2 separate regions of the Capra hircus genome follow, and region 2 is linked to region 1. The links are chromatin contacts, called in public Hi-C maps. All regions are on one chromosome and are shown on one strand. Each heading gives the region's core, a stretch centred on a gene start, on an enhancer-like site or on the middle of the called end of the contact. The rest is flanking DNA. Distances are from core to core; before and after follow the strand shown.

The links. Hi-C and Micro-C count contacts between places; a contact is called where the count stands out from the background.
Region 2: a contact with region 1 is called in a Hi-C map of blood, with 6 times the contacts expected there. The contact joins two enhancer-like sites. A contact is called at or near these places in 2 of 5 Hi-C or Micro-C datasets (both in blood).

What each region holds. Positions count from the first base shown.
Region 1 is chr21:19,848,605-19,853,115 of ARS1.2, reverse strand. No RefSeq gene overlaps it. Among named protein-coding and RNA genes, the nearest start is that of ABHD2, 27 kb to the left of the region's middle. Within about 2 kb of position 1,880, at least 2 of the 5 cell types and tissues checked have an H3K27ac peak or open chromatin away from gene starts, as enhancers often do.
Region 2 is chr21:19,956,371-19,960,242 of ARS1.2, reverse strand. All of the region lies in intron 5 of ABHD2 (monoacylglycerol lipase ABHD2), which reads right to left. Among named protein-coding and RNA genes, the nearest start is that of RLBP1, 50 kb to the left of the region's middle. Within about 2 kb of position 1,637, at least 1 of the 5 cell types and tissues checked has an H3K27ac peak or open chromatin away from gene starts, as enhancers often do.

The DNA of each region.
Region 1 (4,511 bases), core at 631-3,130:
ATTCTGGAGACAGGGGTACCTCCAGGGGCAAATAATAGCCAGTTTGGGGCTTCTCCAGTTTTGGGGGTGGCAGGTGGTCAGGACTGTGCCAGCTTGCTCTAGCAATAGTACCCATTTTACTGAAGCTGGTGGTGGATACCTGGTCTGGGTACAGAGCAGTACCCCTCTTCCTGAACGCCCTGGCACATGGGCATTGCCAGTGCTGGCCTGGAGTCTCACATGAGACTGCGGAGGTGTGGGCGGGTACCAGGGCGAAAGGAGCCCCGCTGAACATGGAAGGGGAACCTGAGGGAGGTGCTGGAGAGGAAAGAAAATTTCCATTTGGCTTTTCCAGCTTCTTGCTGCGTCCCTAGAGCACAGCTACTTGGCGGCTCTCCTAGAGCCTGATCCTAGTCTTCCTTCATGAATTTTTCATTTCAGGCAAAGAGCCCTTATCTCTTACCCGGGCTGCTACAGGAGCCTGCTTTCCCAACAGCTGGAGACACAGCAGATGAAGAATTGCATTAAGGCAGAATTATCTGTCTCTGGAGAGAGGAAGGGCACTCTGTGCTCCTGGAGGGACAGCTCCTATCCCGTATTACTGTAGGTTTCCATCCTTCACAAGAAGCCTGGGCTACTGTTTTATTGAGATACTATCGAGGGCAGAGAGAAGCCCACCAGGCTCCTCTGTCCATGGGATTTCCCAGGCAAGGATACTGGAGTGGGTTGCCATTTCTTTCTCCAGGGGATCTTTCCGACCCAGGGATCAAACCTCTGTCTCCTGCACTGGCCACCGGGAAACCCATTGGTTGAACTGAGTTGCCCCCAAAGATATGTTGAAATCCTAACCCCCAGTACTTCAGACTGTGACTTGATTTGGAAATAGAGTTGTTGTAGTTGTAATTAGTTAACATGAGACAGAGACACATGGGGGGAGAAGGCCATGGAAAGATGGAGTAGAGCCCGGAGTGGTACAATATACGACAAGGATTCCTGCAAACCCCTGGAAACTAGGGAAAGACCAGGAAGGATTCTCCTGTACAGGTTTTGGATGGAGTGTGGCCCTGCTGATAACCTTGATTTTGGACTTCAAGCCTCCAGAACTGAGACAATACGTTTCTATTATTTGAAGCCACCCAGTATGTGGTGCTTTGTTACAGCAGCCCTGCTGATACACACTCTCAGACTAGACTCTGGGAACCGCCCTGCTGATACACACTCTCAGACTAGACTCTGGGAACCAGATCCCAGAATTCCTGCCCAACCGGTACCAAGACCTCCATTCATCCTCTTGCCAAGGATGTATAATATTAGCACCAATGTATAATATTAGCACCTGAAAATGGAAGTGGGAAAGAAAATAGGGAGTTTAGGTCTAGGGTCACTGATGCACAGGGCCTGTGAGCTGAAGGGAACCTAGCTAGACCTGGCAAGCTAGAGTTCTAACACAGTGCCCTCTGAGACAATTTTTCTTTTGTTATTCTTCATCTTTAAGGCTGTCTTGGAAAGCCCCAGTGGATATCGCAGCTTACAGCATAGCAGAGAGAAATGACAATTGTTGAAGAGGAAGCAGTGCCACCATGAGGCCATGGTGGGAACTGCAGCAGGAATCATTCCGTGATCCCAAGGGGACCTGCCTCTGAGAGCCTCATGCACCAGATCCGCCCCGCCCTCCCCTATTCCACAGCCACAGTTCCTTTAGAGGCTTTATTTTTTATTTTCTTACCAAAAATATCAGTTTCCTCATGGAAGTTCCCCAGAGAATTCTTAGCTGTTTACTAATGGTGAGAAGTCAGTCCTCCAAGCTCCCAAGGAATGCAGTCCCTAACTCCCCGTGGCCCCTTTGTAACCCCTGCTTCTCCTCACCCCTAGAAACCTCCACCATGCCGCAAAGTGCTGTGTCACTTAGAGATGAACCCTCGAGTAGCCGAGAAGCGTTATCCTGGGGCAGCCTCTCAAGCAGAGCTCACATGCTTTCCTGTGTGCGTGCTCCGTCGCTCAGTCGTGTCCGACTCTGCAACCCCATGGACTGTAGCCCGCCAGGCTCCTCTGTCCATGCGATTTCCCAGGCAAGAATACTGGAGTGGGTTGCCATTTCCTCCTCTAGGGGATTTTCCTGACCCAGGAATGGAACCTGTATCTCTGTGCCTCCTGCGATGGTAGGCAAGTTCTTTACCACTGAGCCACCTGGGAAGCCCCCATATGATTTCAGAGGGAGTTAAATAGATCTTTTCCCCTTTTCACTGAACATTATCTTAAGTTGTATCAGTTATAGGTTAAACTGAATTGAAAGTGTGAAAAAGACAAATGCCTGCTTGCTCTCTCTCTGGGCATTGCCCCCACATCAACCCTGGTCGGTAGAGATTGTTATTATCTTCATTTTCATAGTCAGGGAACTTGAGGAATGAATGACTTGCTCAAGGTCATGCAGGAATAAGGAATATTGCTGGGTCTCTCATCTCTCTTATTTCCCCCATTCTATCTTCTGCAAGCATCTCCAAAGGGACTAAACATTCAAACCCTTGCCACAAGCTCTGCTCTAGGGCATGGTGTTCTCTTTACTGTTAGTTCTTAAACTGTTTCCTACTACATTATTCAAGTTGCAAAATCAATATATATCTATTGTAACTAAATTAATATCTCTACCACCACCTCCTAAGGTGAACAATATTAAGAGTTTGGTGAGTTTTTTTCCTATTATTTTCCCTAAGGAAATACAAATGCAAATTTGTAAAAATGCAGATAGGAGTACCCCACTTCCATTTACAACATTTTAATCAAAAGCAAAAATCACCTTGTACAACTGGCTTACAATGTATGTTTCGCTTAACAATATACCATGACCAATTTTTTACAAATAATATTGACCCTTCTTGTTCCTAATAGCAGTCCAAAATTTCATAGTACAAAATGCTCCATAAATTATTCAATCACCCCCCTGTTGGTGGACATCCAGGTTGTTTCTTGTGATTATTGCTATTGTCAATAATCTGGCAATAAATATCTCTGTGAATGTCTTCTTAGAAACCAGTGCTTTACTTTTGTGGGATTCCTGAAAGTAGGAATGTAGGATCAAAGTCTTTGCCCATTAAAACTAGGAACAAACTGAATTTCCAACAATAGGAGGTTGATTAGCACACATCCCACAGGAGGAAACATTCCTTACGAATAACAGCAAATTGCTATTGGTTTTGAAAAGTGCTTGAAGCTATTTAGAGAAAAGTCATGTTATGTAGTGCTACCCTATTTTGTAAAAATATGTGCATAGAATAAAATACTTTGAGAAAGAATACTGAAATATTATCAGTGGTCATTTCTGAGTGGTGGGGTCAGAAGCGATCTTTATTTTCTTATCTTGCCTTGTCTATATTTTCTAAAATTTCCCCAAGGAAATATGTAGTAATGTGTTAGGCCCCCTCAGGTTGCAGGGAAGCAGAGAAGAGACCAGCTCAGGTGTCTGACCTGGCAAAGGTGAGGTTATTTTAAGGTTTCACCAGAAAGGTGAGGATGCCAGGTGTCTAGGAGGCTGGTAGATTATTCAGGATGGCGTGGCTCTAGTGGCCCCCTGGGAGGAGTGGGGTACTAGCTTCTGCTAGTGGAGGTGCTGGCCTTGCTCCAAGGGGTGCCCTTAAGTGCATCTTGGTCCAGGCATCTTGCCTTGGCTTCTGCTTCGCCCTGGAGTCTCAGCCACTGTTGCTGCTCCCGATGCCTGGCTCCATGCTCCTCCCTGCTTGAAGGATCTGCTTCTGTTCCTCCCATGGCTTCTGCTTATGGACCTCCTAGTCTCAGCTCCTCTACCACTCCGTGTCCCCCTTCTCTGAGAGTCTTGCACTCTCCATAAACCCTTTAGGAAACATGATCTGGGACTTCCTTGGTGGACTAGTGGTTAGGACTCTGCTTTCCACTGCAGGAGATGCAGGTTCGATCCCTGCTGCGGGAAGTAAGATCCCACGTGCTGCGGGGCAGCTAAGCCCAAGCACCATAACTAGAGACGCATGCGCACTGCAACAAGGACGCAGCACGGAGCTTCCCGGGTGGCTCGGGGGTATAGAATCCATCTGCCACTGCAGGACACACAGGTTCAGTCCCTGACCTGGGAAGATCCCATATGCCATGGAACAGCTAAGCTCGGGCGCCACGACTCTTGAGCCCGTGCTCTAGAGCCCGTGCTTGGCAACAAGAGAGGCCACCGCAGTGAGGCCTGCGCAACGCAACTGAGGAGCAGCCCCCGCTCCTGCGACTAGAGAGAAACCCGAGCACAGCGACGAAGACCCGAAAACCAAAACCAGATAAATAAGATCGCTAAAAAAAAAAAAAGACCCGGCACAGCTGAAAAAGAAAAACAAAAACTATCTGATTGGGTGGCCAGTATAGGGAGCACCCGTTGGGCATAGCTCTAGCACCTGTCCAGGTCAGATCGCACTGGTCAGCCTTTGTCAGAGATCCCCGGCCAGGTCAGCTGTCACAACTGTGGGGGGGATTAGGCTGCATGTCACTTTTCTGTGACAACTAGAATGGGCGTGTTCATTTTC
Region 2 (3,872 bases), core at 388-2,887, 110 kb before region 1:
GAAAGGCTGTTTAGCCTGTTGTTCAAAAGCATGAACTCCAAGGGACTTCCCTGGCCGTCCTGTAGTTAAGACTTTGCCTTTCAATGCTCAGTTCAGGGGGTGCAGGTTTCCTGGTTGGGGAACTAAGATCCCACATGCCTTGTGGCCAAAAAATCAAAACATAAAACAGAAGCAATGTTGTAACAAACAAACAAAAAATATTTTAAAAAACCAAACACATAATGAAGCATAAAGCTTAAAAAAAAAAGGCATGGACTCCAGGACTAGACAGCTTGAGTGGGAATCTTCGGTCACCCATTCATCAGTTTTGTGACCTGGAGCAAGTTACTCAACTTTGTTTTTTAAATTTTTATTGGAGTATCATTGATTTACCATGCTGTTAGTTTCTGCTGCACAGCAAGGTGAATGAGTTATATATATACACATATATCCACTCCTTTTTAGATTCTGTTCGCATATAGGTCATTACAGAGTACTGAGTAGAGTTCCCTGTCTCCTGAATTGCAGGCAGATTCTTTACCGTCTGAGCCACCTGGGAAGCCCCTCACTCTAATAAGCAGTGTCTCAAATAGGAAATGAACACTATGACAGAGGTGGCACTGAGCTGGGGTTAAGAACCACACAGTTTGAAGGCGGGTCCTGCCACTTTCTGCTTGTGTGACCCTAGGCAAGGTACTTAACCTCCTTTAGCCTGGCAAGTGGGGAAACTAATGCCAACCTCCAAGGCGTCAGGAGGATCAAGGGAAGTAACACCCGTGGATGCTCAGCGCGTGCCTAGCACTGTTAATGCGAGATAAATGGTAACTGCTTCATGAGGGATTTTCCTTTAATGAATTTATGTTTTCAAAGGCAGCAGGAAGGATTCCTGTGATTCTAAGTCACAAGAACATACGGTTATCCATTTAGGAAATTCTGTTCGAGAGATCTAGGGCCAACAATTTCTAATCACATCAGCAAGGATGCCCAATAACAAGGAAATAGTGCTTATGTGGTTTCGAACAAAGTTGGTAGGTAAGCAGGAAAAGGCTTTTTGCAATTTTCTCAGAGAGATCTGAGGTGGGTGGGACACAGGAAAAAAAGAAGGGCTTATTGTTAATGCCCTCTTTAGTTTGCCTCTGGTTGAACTCACAATTTCGAAAGGCCAGAAGGGGATCTCTGTGATAGGAGGGCCTGCCATCTGCTCCAGAGTGACATGGTTTGCACAAGGGCAGGTCACACAACCACAAGACACACCTGTTTGAGACGTGCCCATCTGCACCTCACCTTGCATCCAGAAAAACTGTCATTTCACATTCCACCCCTCAGCCCTCACCCAGGCGATACGGACCTAGTGAGCATTTTCTAGGGGCCAAGCAGAGACACCGGGGAGCCACAGCAGGAGAACAAAGATCTCTGGTGCTTGTAGAGGGGGACTGGGGACGGAGAGACAGGAAACAAACAGGCAGACAAGTACACGGTCTCACCAAATCATAAGGGCCTTGGCGGACGTGAAGAGGGGGATTAGATGAGAACGGTGGGTCGAGGGCAGTCTCGGAAGGGCTCTCCAGGAAGGTGCCATCTTGGTGGAGGCCTGAATGACAAGGAGCAACCCGGCGAGGGCTAGGGAAGGGCCTTCCGCACAGGACGTGGGCAGCCTGAGGTCAGCGGGGCCCTCGGGCCAGTGCCCGGTGCCCACGTATGTTCTGGGTGGGCTGTGGTATGTCTCAGAGATCAGGCGCCTCCTTCACATCACATCCAGTCACCCCACACGGAGGAGGCAGACGTGAGCGGAAGCCAAATACAAGTGGAGGGAAGGAGATTTGAAAGAGGTTTAAGGAACCTTTCAGCCAGCTGCAGTGTATGGGACCTGATTCCGATCCTGAACTGAGCAAAATTATAATTAAAAAGGAAAAACAAAAACAAAGAAGTCAGCTGGGGAAACTGAACGGCTGTGAAGGATACTGTTTCAGGTGTGATGGTGGTTTACATTTATGGTATGGACTGACTTGAGTCCCCCCCAAATTCCTATACAGAGGTCCTAGGCCCCAGGACCTCAGAATGTCTCTGTTTGGAGACAGAGCTTCTAGAGAGAGGTAGTCAAGTAAAACTGGGGTCTTCCAGGTGAGCCCTAGCCCAACACGGTGGTGGCAGTGGTTCAGCTGCTCAGTTGTGTCTGTCTCTTTGTGACCCCATGGACTGTAGCCCGCCAGGCTCCTCTGTCCATTGAATTTTCCAGGCAAGAATACTGGAGTGGGTTGCTATTTCCCCTCCAGCGGATCTTCCTGACACAGGGATCAAACCAGAGTCTCTTGCGTCTCCTGCGCTGGCAGGCGGGTTCTTTACCACTAGCGCCACTTGGGAAGCCCGGCTCGATCTGACCGGTATCCTGATAAGAAGAGGTTAGGATGCAGACAGAGATGTGGACACAGAGAGAGAGAGAGCCATCTCTAAACCAAGGAGAGGAGCCTTGGCAAACCGGCCAACAGCTTGAACTTGGACTTCTACCTTCAGAACCACGGGAAAGTACGTTTCTGTAGTTAAGCCACCGGATGGTGGTGTTTTGTTTTGGTAGCCCTAGCAGATTAAAACAAAGAGTGCGTGTACCTTAGCATCACACGCTGAAACAGTCATAGGTGACGTGATAGGCTGCCTGGGATTTGCTCCAAAATAATCTTTGAAGGGGGACACAGGAAGGGGTGGTTAACAGATGGAATAAGATTGGCCCAAAGCTGAGAAATTGTTGAGATTGAGTGATGGGTTTATCCTGAGTTCATCTTACTATGCTCTCTACTTTTCTATAGTTTGAACAACTGTATAATAAAACGTTGAAAGGAAAAGCTGAACAGGAAACAAGCGATGTGAAAGAGCTACATCTATGGCTCTCCACCCTGGGGGGGCCTTGCATTCTTGGGGCCTGGCCCCTGGCGTTGGTATCTTTTAGAAGTTCCCCAGGGGAATTCTAATCTAGATAACCATGGACCTACACTAAGAGCCAGAAGTTCTTCATGGGAAAAATAAAGAAAGACTTCAAGGGAAGTCCCATATGCCTGGATGAGAAAGTACTATGACAACAAACTTGTCCAAGTTAATTTATACAATAAAATTCCTATTCCAAAACTGTGATACAGGGGCTTCCCTGGTGGTCCAGTGGTTAAGACTCCACACTTGCAGTGCAGGGGGTACGCGTTCGATACCTGGTCGGGGAGCTGGGATCCCACGTGCCTCACGGCCAAAAAAAAAAACAAACAGAAAACAGAAGCGATATTGTAACAAATTCAAGAAAGACTTGAAACAGTGGTCCATATCAAAAAGCCTTTTAAAAAAAAATTGTAATACAGTGTGCTAGAATTCACCAAAATCTACTTTCCCTCTCTGGGGAGAATGCGCCTCCCCCACCATGCGAAGTTAGGCTTGCCCAAGGGGTGTGCTTTGGGTGTCACTCTGGCTGGAAGCTGCTCGGCGAACCTGAGCCATTGAGTGAGGACGGGGACGGGACACAGGACCCCTCAGCCAGCCCAGGATGGGTTTGTTGTCTGAGGAAGAAATAAATCTTTGTTTTTAAACCACTGAGATTTACGGGTTGTTTCCACGCATAATCTAGTCCATCTGGACTGGTACAGAAATTCAACACAGAACTTGACAAAATAATTCTAAAGTTCAATGGAAAAAAAAAAAAAATAAACAAGCAGGGAAGTCTAAAGCACACACTGAAGAAGTGATGAGTCAGGGTGAATCTCATCAGAAATTAAGTGATATCACAGAGCAACAGTAATTAAAAATGAATAATATTAGGTGTAGAGGGATTTTCCTGGTAGTTCAGTGGTTAAGACTCCTTGCTTATTCCTGTCCCACTCTATGCGACCGCATGGACTGTAGTCAGCCAGGCTCTGTTC